Regions from separate parts of the Hordeum vulgare genome. Here region 2 is linked to region 1. A link is a contact called in public Hi-C data. All regions are on one chromosome and are shown on one strand. The core of a region is the stretch at or near the end of the contact, and the rest is flanking DNA. Distances in the headings are between cores, read along the strand shown. Region 1 holds the start of LOC123430411. Region 2 holds the start of LOC123426987 (metal tolerance protein 1-like).

Region 1 (4,877 bases), core at 1,360-3,859:
ATGCTGGTGCACCTGCTCTTCGTCACGCTCATGTGCTTCCCGGAGCTCATCCTGCCGACCATGTTCCTGTACATGGCCATGGCCGGCCTGTGGAACTACCGGCGCCGGCCCCGCCGGCCGGCGAGCATGGACGCGAGGCTCTCCTGCGCGGAGGCGACCCACCCCGACGAGATCGACGAGGAGCTGGACACGTTCCCGACGTCGAAGCCGAACGACGTGGTGCGGCTGCGGTACGACCGGCTGCGGAGCGTGGCCGGGCGGATCCAGACGGTGGTCGGGGACGTGGCGACGCAGGGGGAGAGGGTGCGGTCGCTGCTAGCGTGGAGGGATCCGAGGGCGACGGCGCTGTTCACGGCGCTCTGCCTCGTCGCCGCCGTGACGCTGTACGTCACGCCGCTACGGGTCGTGGCGCTCGTCGCCGGGCTGCACGCGCTCCGCCACCCGCGGTTCCGGAGCCCGATGCCGTCCGCCACCGGCAACTTCTTCAAGAGGCTGCCCTCCCGTGCCGACACCATGCTGTAGCATGTAGTAGGCGATTCGTCGAGATTTGTTCATGTGTTTTGCTCGATTCTTCAGTTTACTGCCGTGATGTGTGTAAGCGCCAGTGACTGACGTCGACATTCTGAGAAGAAACTCCATGGCTAAACATCGGTTGAACTTGAAAGTGAAAAGAAATGCGTCCGAACGGGACAGATATTTCCCACAGCGGGATTTGTGCTGCCATTCTTGTATATATCTCACTGAATTATGCAAGTATTTCTTTTGTTTGCCATATCTGAATCATTCTCAGCAAAATCTGAATCCATTCAACATACAGAAATACTAGAGGGAATGCACTTCAGAGTTCAGAGGAATGACAGATTGACAGGTCCTGTAGATGAGAAGTTAATGGAACAGAGTGCTGATTCATATCAGCACATCTGCGCCGCCTTTGCATTGCAATCAGATTAACATGTTCCAGTTTAATCCCCAGCATCTTCCCAGAAACCTAGAACAGAGTTACAGAATACTTCTGATTTCTGCAGGGTGTAGGGAATCTGATAGACCTTGCTACCAGCAGACAGCCACTTCAAATTCCAGAGTAAATATAGATCCAGCAAGTCAGCAACATGAAAATGTATTCAAATTCATGGTGCCAAACTCCTTCATATTCATCTGTACATTTTTTTAAGTAGGCAAAGCTGCCCTTGTGCCCATGCAAAATTTTGAAGTACATAATGGCCGGCGCAGTCCTAACTGAACTGGAGTAATGTAAAGATTGAACAAGAACTTATAAATTTGTTGCAACAAGATTTTGGTGCAACTGAAAAGACTACAATACCCACAGTGCTGGCAAATATAGGCAAAATAATATGAAGAAAATGAAGCCTTGGATGAATTGAGGCAGTAGCTAGGTGTGCAGAGCACATCCCAGGCCTCAGAATGGACCCAACACATCTCAGTCAAACTGTTGATGAACTCTTTCCCAGCCCTAAGCAGAAGAGAACAATTTTTCAATTTTGTTGGAACGAAATAAGGAGCTATTGCTTCTTGCCCCCAGTTTCAATTGGACAATCACATGAAACAGGAACCAGCTATCTATTTAAACATCAACGCCACACAAAAATGTAAAATCACATGGAAGCCAAGCAGGTAGTAACAAAACTAAGAATAAGAAATAAGTTTGTTTAGGGGAAGAACAGCTCATTGTACAGCCCTTATTATGAATTGTAGCCCCCCCCCCCCCCCCTTTTTTTTTTTTCCTTTGATTAGTACCCTACAACAACAATAGGATCAGAATCCAATGTGCAGATTGAACAGAGCACCCATGCACAGGGCATATCAGAATCTGGTTCTTGATTCATGGCTCACTCACGCTGGATGAACCGACCCACGGAAGCATCCTCCACCTGCCGCGCGATCAGGGCGACTGCCGGCGCCTGGGTCCCCTGCCGTGGTGGTGGATGGGGTCCGGCCCGGTGGGCACCTCCCTCTCCTCCTCCGCGCCGAACCCCGTCGTGCTCACGTCCTCCTCCGCGTCCTGCGCATCGAAAATCAAAACCCCATGAGCTCGAAACACGACAGCAAGAAACCACCAAAGGAGCCGCCTTTCCTTCGGCCCGAAGCCGTAACATGGCGGCCGCGTACGTACCTTGGTCACATCCGGCTTCTCCTGCAGGTCCTGCGGGGTGTACATGGCCGCCATCTCGACTCGTTGCAATGCCGCCGCCGCCGCTGCGAGGGAGATGACCAACAAAGGCGTCAAAGAGCGCAGGAGATTCCCGTGCGGCGCGAGAACCAGGGAGGTGGCCTTGCGGCGGGGGTTGTAGAGAGCAACGAACGCATGGCGGACGGGACGACGCACGTACCTGCCCGGGAAGACGAGGAGGAGGCGGCGGCGGGCGGCAAGCAGGCGAGGAAGACGGCTACGGCGAAGAGCACCGCGACGACGCAGCGCGACCTCGCGTCGGCGGCATGAGCCATCCAATCCGGCCTTGGCCCTAGCGCCGGGCTCCCTTGCTAGCGGCCGCCGGAGGAACGAATCCGAAACTGATAAAATGGAGAGGCTTTTCTTTCTTTCTGTTCCGTTCCGATCCTTCCTCCTTCCCTCCGTCCAAACGCGCCGCGGCGGCGACGTCTTTTGCGCTTCCCTCACGTGCCGCGGGACACGTGGCGGGCATCCGGCCGCTCTGACTGGCCCGAGCGGCAGGGGAGCCCCGGCCGGGCCGTTACGGGGGCTGGGTGGGTCCCAGGCGCAGTGACCTAGATGGGTGCGCCCGGGGATTCCGCTTTGATGACGTCGGAGACAGCTGGTCTGGGACGACGACTGCGTGTTGCTGAGCAGGTGAGGTGATCGCCAGCCCAGGCCCGTTGGAGGATAATATCCACAGCTAGCTTTGCCTTGTTCGCCGCTTCTTTCTCTCATCTTTCCTGGATGGAGGTGGCAATGATGTGAAAGGGAGTTCAAAATTCAAATTTCAGAATCAGTGACGGAGCTAGGCGAGAATTGCCAGACAAATCATCAATGTTTGGGGTGCCAATAGTTGGCGGGTGCAGTGGAGAAAGTAACCTTCGTTGACAGGGATTCTATCACACACATGTTCGTCCTGTATACATGTCTCTCTTATTTCCCACTAGCAAAAGAGCCCGTGCGTTGCAACGGAAGAGAAAATAACACACGCTCTGAACGTAATAAATTTTCACATGACATCACATTTGTGTTGTCGACGATGACCTTAGTGCTCATACAACGAAAACGCGTTTGAATGTACAATCACTCGGAATAAGATGAAAATAGGTTGTTTCTCCCCATGAGGTTTTTCAAAGGTGTGCATGTGTGGTTAACGATGATTTTCTTTCCTCTCAATTTGGGTTTAATTTAATGGATGTTTATTGTAATTCGTATCGTCGCCGGAAAGAAAGAAAAAAAAAAGGATTGTGCACTACAGATTAAGTTTGCACAAAAAATAATATTTAAGGAGTATTCAACAGCTAAAAATAACATCCTATTTAGATTCTACATGTTTTTTTAATCAAATTTCATATATAATATGTTAAAATCAGAGTTACGGTTTAAAAGATATGAATATTTTTGTTTTAGATAAAATGTGGATTGATTAACTGAAAAATCAGGGTTTTTTGTTGTTAAACAAAAAAACGTTTTGACTGACTAAAAACGGAGGGCGGGTTTATTACCTGAAACATCAGGGGGTTTTCTGAGAAAAGCAAAAAACGATTCGTTTTCTGACTTAAATCCGGACTACGGGTTGATTACCTGAAACATCAGGGGGTTTTCTGAAACATTCAAAAAAACGATTCATTTTTCTGACTTAAAACAGGACTGCGGGTTGATTTCAGCAAACATCAGGGGCTTTTATGCAAAATAGCCACGACGGACGACAGAAGCCTTAGACGCTTTATTATTAGGGAGAGATTGAGCTTGACTAACCAGACGGAACACATAATTATCATCTCTTATATATCATGATTTAAACCTCTTAAAAATCTATTCATAATAGCTTCTTCACATTCTTCTAAGCCACAAGGAAACAAAACAACACACAAATGATCATAGTATTCCTCAAAAGTGGCATTGCCTTTTGCTAAGTGTCGCAATTTTCTAAGCAAACCACTCACATGATACGAAGGGACAAATCGGATCCACACAGTTTCACTCCACGATGGCTTCTCGCCCTCGTGTCACTTCCGACCACTTCCCCCTCCTTATCACTACCTCCTCTCGCATCCCTTCCTCCCATCAGATTCGTTTCGAGAATAAATGGCTTTCGGATCATATGTTCCTCCCGTCCACTTCTCCTTCCCGGGCTATCCCTCACACGCATCCGAACGGTGATAAAGACCTCGCTACTAGAGTCAAATCCTACCACCGAGCCGCCAAGGTTTGGAAAGCTAATCACGTGTATGTCCCTCGCCATGATAATTATTGCAAGTTTATCATTGACTTGTTTGATATTTTTTCAGGAGTACCACGAGCTTTCAAATGACGAGGCTGTTGGGGAACGTCGCATGGGAAACAAAAATTTTCCTACGCGCACGAAGACCTATCATGGTGATGTCCATCTACGAGAGGGGATGAGTGATCTACGTACCCTTGTAGATCGCACAGCAGAAGCGTTAAAGAACGCGGTTGATGTAGTGGAACGTCCTCACGTCCCTCGATCCGCCCCGCGAACAATCCCGCGATCAGTCCCACGATCTAGTACCGAACGGACGACACCTCCGCGTTCAGCACACGTACAGCTCGACGATGATCTCGGCCTTCTTGATCCAGCAAGAGAGACGGAGAGGTAGAAGAGTTCTCCGGCAGCGTGACGGCGCTCCGGAGGTTGGTGATGATCTTATCTCAGCAGGGCTCCGCCCGAGCTCCGCAGAAACAC
Region 2 (4,793 bases), core at 1,474-3,973, 630 kb after region 1:
TGGCCTGAAAAAGGAGCAAGTTTGAGATACCTATTCTGCGCAACTCCAAAAGCCGTGAAAATCAACGAGGAATTATTTTGGAATATATAAAAAATATTGGACGGAAGAAGTACCAGAGGGGAGCCACCAGGAGGCCACAAGCCTGCTAGGCACGGCCTACCCCCCTGGCCGCGCCTAGGGGGCTTGTGGGCTCCCTGTTGCCCCTCTAGCTCCCATCCTTTGCTATAAGGAGGGTTTCGTTCCAGAAAAAAACAGGAGGAGGCTTTCGGGAGGAGTCGCCGCCGCCACGAGGCGGAACTTGAGCAAAACCAATCTAGAGCTCCGGCAGGGTCGTCCTGCCCCTCCCGGAGGGGGAAATCGTCGCCATCGTCATCACTAACACTCCTCTCATCGGAGGGGACTCATAGCAGCCAAAACTTCCGCACTAAGTAGAGATAATACTTGTGCATCCATAAACCTTCAACCCGGTTTTGCCATGAGAGTCCACCATACCTACCTATGGATTGAATAAGATCCCTCGAGTCAGTTGTCATCGGTGCAAGCAATAAAAATTGCTCCCTAAATATGTATGATCTATTAGTGTGTGGAAAATAAGCTTTGTACGAACCTGTGATGAGGAAGACATAAAAGCGATAGACTGCAAAATAAAGTTCTTTATCACAGGAGGCAATATAAAGTGGCGTTCCTTCGCACTAAAAGGTCACACATCCAAACCTCAAAAACACATGACAACTCTGCTTCCCTCTACGAAGGGCCTATCTTGTACCTTTACTTTTTGCCCTTAAAAGAGTCATGGTGATCGACAACAATTCCTTATTTCGCCTTTATCTTGGCTAACGTCATATGATAGGGAAAGATCTATATTCATAGTCAACTTGGAAGTAAGTATTCATGAATTATTATTTTTGACATTACCCTTGAGGTAAGTAGTTGGGAGGCGAAACTATAAGCCCCTATCTTTCTTTGTGTCCAACTGAAACTTTGATCTCATGAGTCACATGTGAGTTTTAGCAATTGTAGAAGACGAAATGATGATTGAGTATGTGGATTTGCTTTACAAGCTCTTATTTGATTCTTTCCAACGTTATGATAAATTGCAATTGCTTCAATGATTAAAGGCTATTGTTGTTAATTCTTAATAAGGTTCTTGATCCATACTTTACTTTGTGAAGTAATTATCACTCTAGCATAAGAGATTATATGATGATATTGTTGTTTTAATTATGATCATGATGCCTGCATGTCCGTATTTTGTTTTATCGACATCTCTATCTCTAAACATGTGGGCATATTTATTGATCTCGATTTCCGCTTGAGGACAAGCGAAGTCTAAGCTTGGGGGAGTTGATACGTCCATTTTGCATCATGCTTTTATGTTGATATTTATCGCTTTATGGGCTGTTATTACACTTCACGGTACAATATGTCTTTTCTCTCTAATTTTACAAGGTTTACATGAAGAAGGAGAATGCCGATAGCTGGAATTCTGGCCTAAAAAAGGAGAAAGTTTGAGATACCTATTCTGCGCAACTCCAAAAGCAATGAAAATCAACGAGGAATTATTCAGAGTGAGCTTTATAGTCACTCGGTAACGTTGCGACGTTTGATACACACAAGGTAGTCCTCCGGTGTCCGGGAGTTGCATGATCTCAGGGTCATAGGAACAGATACATTGACATGCAGAAAAACAGTAGCAATAAACTGACACGATCATATGCTACGTTTATTGTTTGGGTCTTGTCCATCACATCATTACCCCGTTATCAAGTAACAACACTTGTTTCTGGCCAGGAAACCTTGACCATCTTTGATCAACGAGCTAGTCAACTACAGGCTCACTAGGGACAATGTGTTGTCTATGTATCGATACATGTATTTGAGTTTCCAATCAATACAATTCTAGCATGAATAATAAACGATTATCATGAACAAGGAAATATAAAAATAACCAATTTATTATTGCTTCTAGGACATATTTCCAACAACTATGACATGTGTCATGCGCACACGTGAATCGGATGTTGACAACTCTATGTTGGTGGCATCTAGATGAATATATGCATGTGATTAATTGGAAAATTTCTCATCGAGCGCGATGTAGGAGTACGGTGGTCAGTGTAGATTGAAAGATGAAATTTGTCCTCCACAATACACGGTTCAAGTGGTCCTTCATATGAATGGGTTCTCCCCATCGATGCGGTTTCGATGGCGCGAGAATTTAATAGAAACGAGTTGTATTGTATAGAAGATATTGTCATCACTCTTTATCTGTTACATTAATGAAAACAAAGTCTTCAGCCTTTTTTAAAGATGAAGAGTAATCATCGACCCAAACGAAAAAACGAAAAGGGCCTCTTCGACCATGCAAGGACAAAGAGTAACTCTCGGATATATGCGATGACAAAGAGTCGTTCTTCGGGCCAAGAGAGGACGACGGTGGTGTAGAGCTGAAATTTACTAAACTGAAACTAGAAAATTTCATAAAAGAAAATTAATAAAGTACTCCCTCTGTGAACTAATATAAGAGGATTTAGAATACTACTTTAGTATTCTAAATGCTCTTATATTAGTTTACGGAGGGAGTACTATATTGTTTTCACTGTAATTTGAAAACGTGCCCGTTTTTTTTTCTGATTGACACGGTAGCTGTCCACCTTCGGCACGGGAGTCATCCTTTACAAACACAAATAACCGAACTACCCTTCTGCTCGCCTCCTTTTCTGTCGCATCCTCTCGCGACTCACGCCTCCTCCCCCTCACTTCGCCGTCCTCACAAACCGCCTCCCTCCCCCTCCCAAACTCCGCGGCGGCGGCGGTGGCGGCGACCGCAGCACCGCTGCTGCTTCTGCCGCTCAATCCAGGTTAGCACCTCGCACCTTCTCTCTCTGATTGCCCCACCGGAAGGATAGATTGCCGTTACTCCGCCCCGATCCATGGATTTTTCCGGCTTCGTTCCGTTCCGTTCCGATCAATGGGCCGTCCACGGGCAAAGAAGCCGTTGATTTCATTCTAGTTCGCGCGGTTCCTACGCGCTACGCGTGTTTTGGTTCTCCCGTGGAACGATTTTTTTCAGCTTCTGTTGGAGTTTCAGTTACGGGTGACTGGTAGGGAAGGTAGAAGTAGAACTCGGCCGGGGTTGGATCGGGGTAGTTCGGGTCAGAGATGGAGGGTACAAAATTCGAAGGATACTACTACTACTACTACTGGTATCCTGATCGGAGGAATTGGATCGCGGGTCGCTGTCTCCGTGGCCCGTCTACTGCGCATGTTATATATTTTGTTGGTTTCTGTGTTGGGTCCTTGCGACGCGATTCCGTTGGTCTGCAGGTGGTTGCCGAGTTCCTCGTTCCTCGGCGCTTACTCGCTTGTCCGCGAGCGGCGTGCCGTGGCGGATTAATCAATCACCCCGGCACTGTTTGTTGGTCTCCTTCGCGTCAAGTACTTATCCATCGCAGCTGCGCCCTACTCGCCTAGCCCCCCGTGGTGCCACATTCCAATTTGTGTTCGCTTTTGTGACCCGAATAATATCTGTTTCTGAGTTGGCTGTGTCCTCCTCCTCCTAAAGAAAAAAAGTTGGCGATTGGTAAATCTTTGGTTGAGGAGGCATTGTTTTCTCGGCGACTGAGGTGCGAGTACCTGATTGATCTCTGGTAATTTTGATTGTTTTTGTGGTTTGGGGCGAGGGAGAGATGTCTGTATCTTATGTTTATTTTCAGATTAGTAGTAGTATTGATGTCTGTGTAGTCTAGCTGTTTCGATACTTGTTTTGGTTTTAGGTGGATCGAATTTGTGGGGTGGAACAGGTGAATTAGTAGTAGTAGTATTGATGTCTGTGTGGTCTTGCGGGTTTTGCTGTTTTGATACTTGTTGTGGTTTTAGGTGGATCGAATTTGTGGGGTAGAACTGGTGTAAACCAGTTTGGCAGTGCCCGTACAGTCATTTTGTTCTGCCACCAGACCATCAGTGTTTTGTTTAAGTTCTGCGTCTCTGTTTCATATTATGAACTTGAGTTAATGCACCTTCTCTTAATTGTTTTTTGAATTTGTTAGCTTTGGCCACTTGAGTTACTCTGCTCCATGTTTTGTTCACATAAAGGTGGAAAGTTCATAGGCATATATTGTTTGGCTAGCTAGCTCCAGATTCCTGCCATGTTTTGCAAACCTATACTGAATATTGACTTTGCCTTGGCTGACCTTTTCATAGCTGATGTCATCCAATTTATCAATTAGGATGTGGTCCAGGCGTGCCATTTTTATGAACTGCGTGCTAAAATATGTTAAATATGATTGCTTGTGCCAAAGTTATGTTAGACCATATCCTGTGGATTTCAATCTTAATGACTGTCATGTGTGCCCCCTTTGGATTGTGATCTTAATTAACTATTGTTTCTGCATAAAATATTCTCACAAGCTTTACCTTTCACTTCTACTTGTGATGGTATTTTTCATATGTGGGTACTTGCGATACCTTTCCCTTCATTTTTCACACTAGTTAGTAGGAACTACACACATGAGTTTTCATTATAGCATCTGTGTGTTAGTAGATCTCGTACCATTATTGTACCTATGTGTTGACTCGGCTGTTGTTTTCAGATGGACAGCCATAATTCATCACAGCCCCATGTTCCTGAAGTAATCATGGACATGTCATCCGCTTCTGGAGCAGCTGGGAACAAAATTTGCAGGGGTGCTGCTTGTGACTTTTCTGACGCCAGTAACACCTCGAAAGATTTAAAGGAGAGGTCTGCATCCATGAAGAAGCTCCTAATTGCTGTGATCCTTTGTGTTATATTC

The links. Hi-C and Micro-C count contacts between places; a contact is called where the count stands out from the background.
Region 2: a contact with region 1 is called in a Hi-C map of seedling, with 5 times the contacts expected there. The contact joins the promoter of LOC123426987 here to the promoter of LOC123430411 in region 1. A contact is called at or near these places in 2 of 6 Hi-C or Micro-C datasets (leaf and seedling).

The regions. Positions count from the first base shown.
Region 1 is chr2H:523,066,467-523,071,343 of MorexV3_pseudomolecules_assembly, forward strand. LOC123430411 reads right to left here and starts at 2,610. Exons shown (of 3, transcript XM_045114280.1): 1 at 2,349-2,610; 2 at 2,132-2,214; 3 at 1,473-2,020. The coding sequence starts at 2,463. The coding sequence ends at 1,901. It overlaps LOC123426986 (FT-interacting protein 1-like), which reads left to right. Exons shown (of 1, transcript XM_045110910.1): 1 at 1-764. The coding sequence ends at 522.
Region 2 is chr2H:523,696,886-523,701,678 of MorexV3_pseudomolecules_assembly, forward strand. It overlaps LOC123426987 (metal tolerance protein 1-like), which reads left to right and starts at 2,724. Exons shown (of 2, transcript XM_045110912.1): 1 at 2,724-2,861; 2 at 4,593-4,793. The coding sequence starts at 4,593.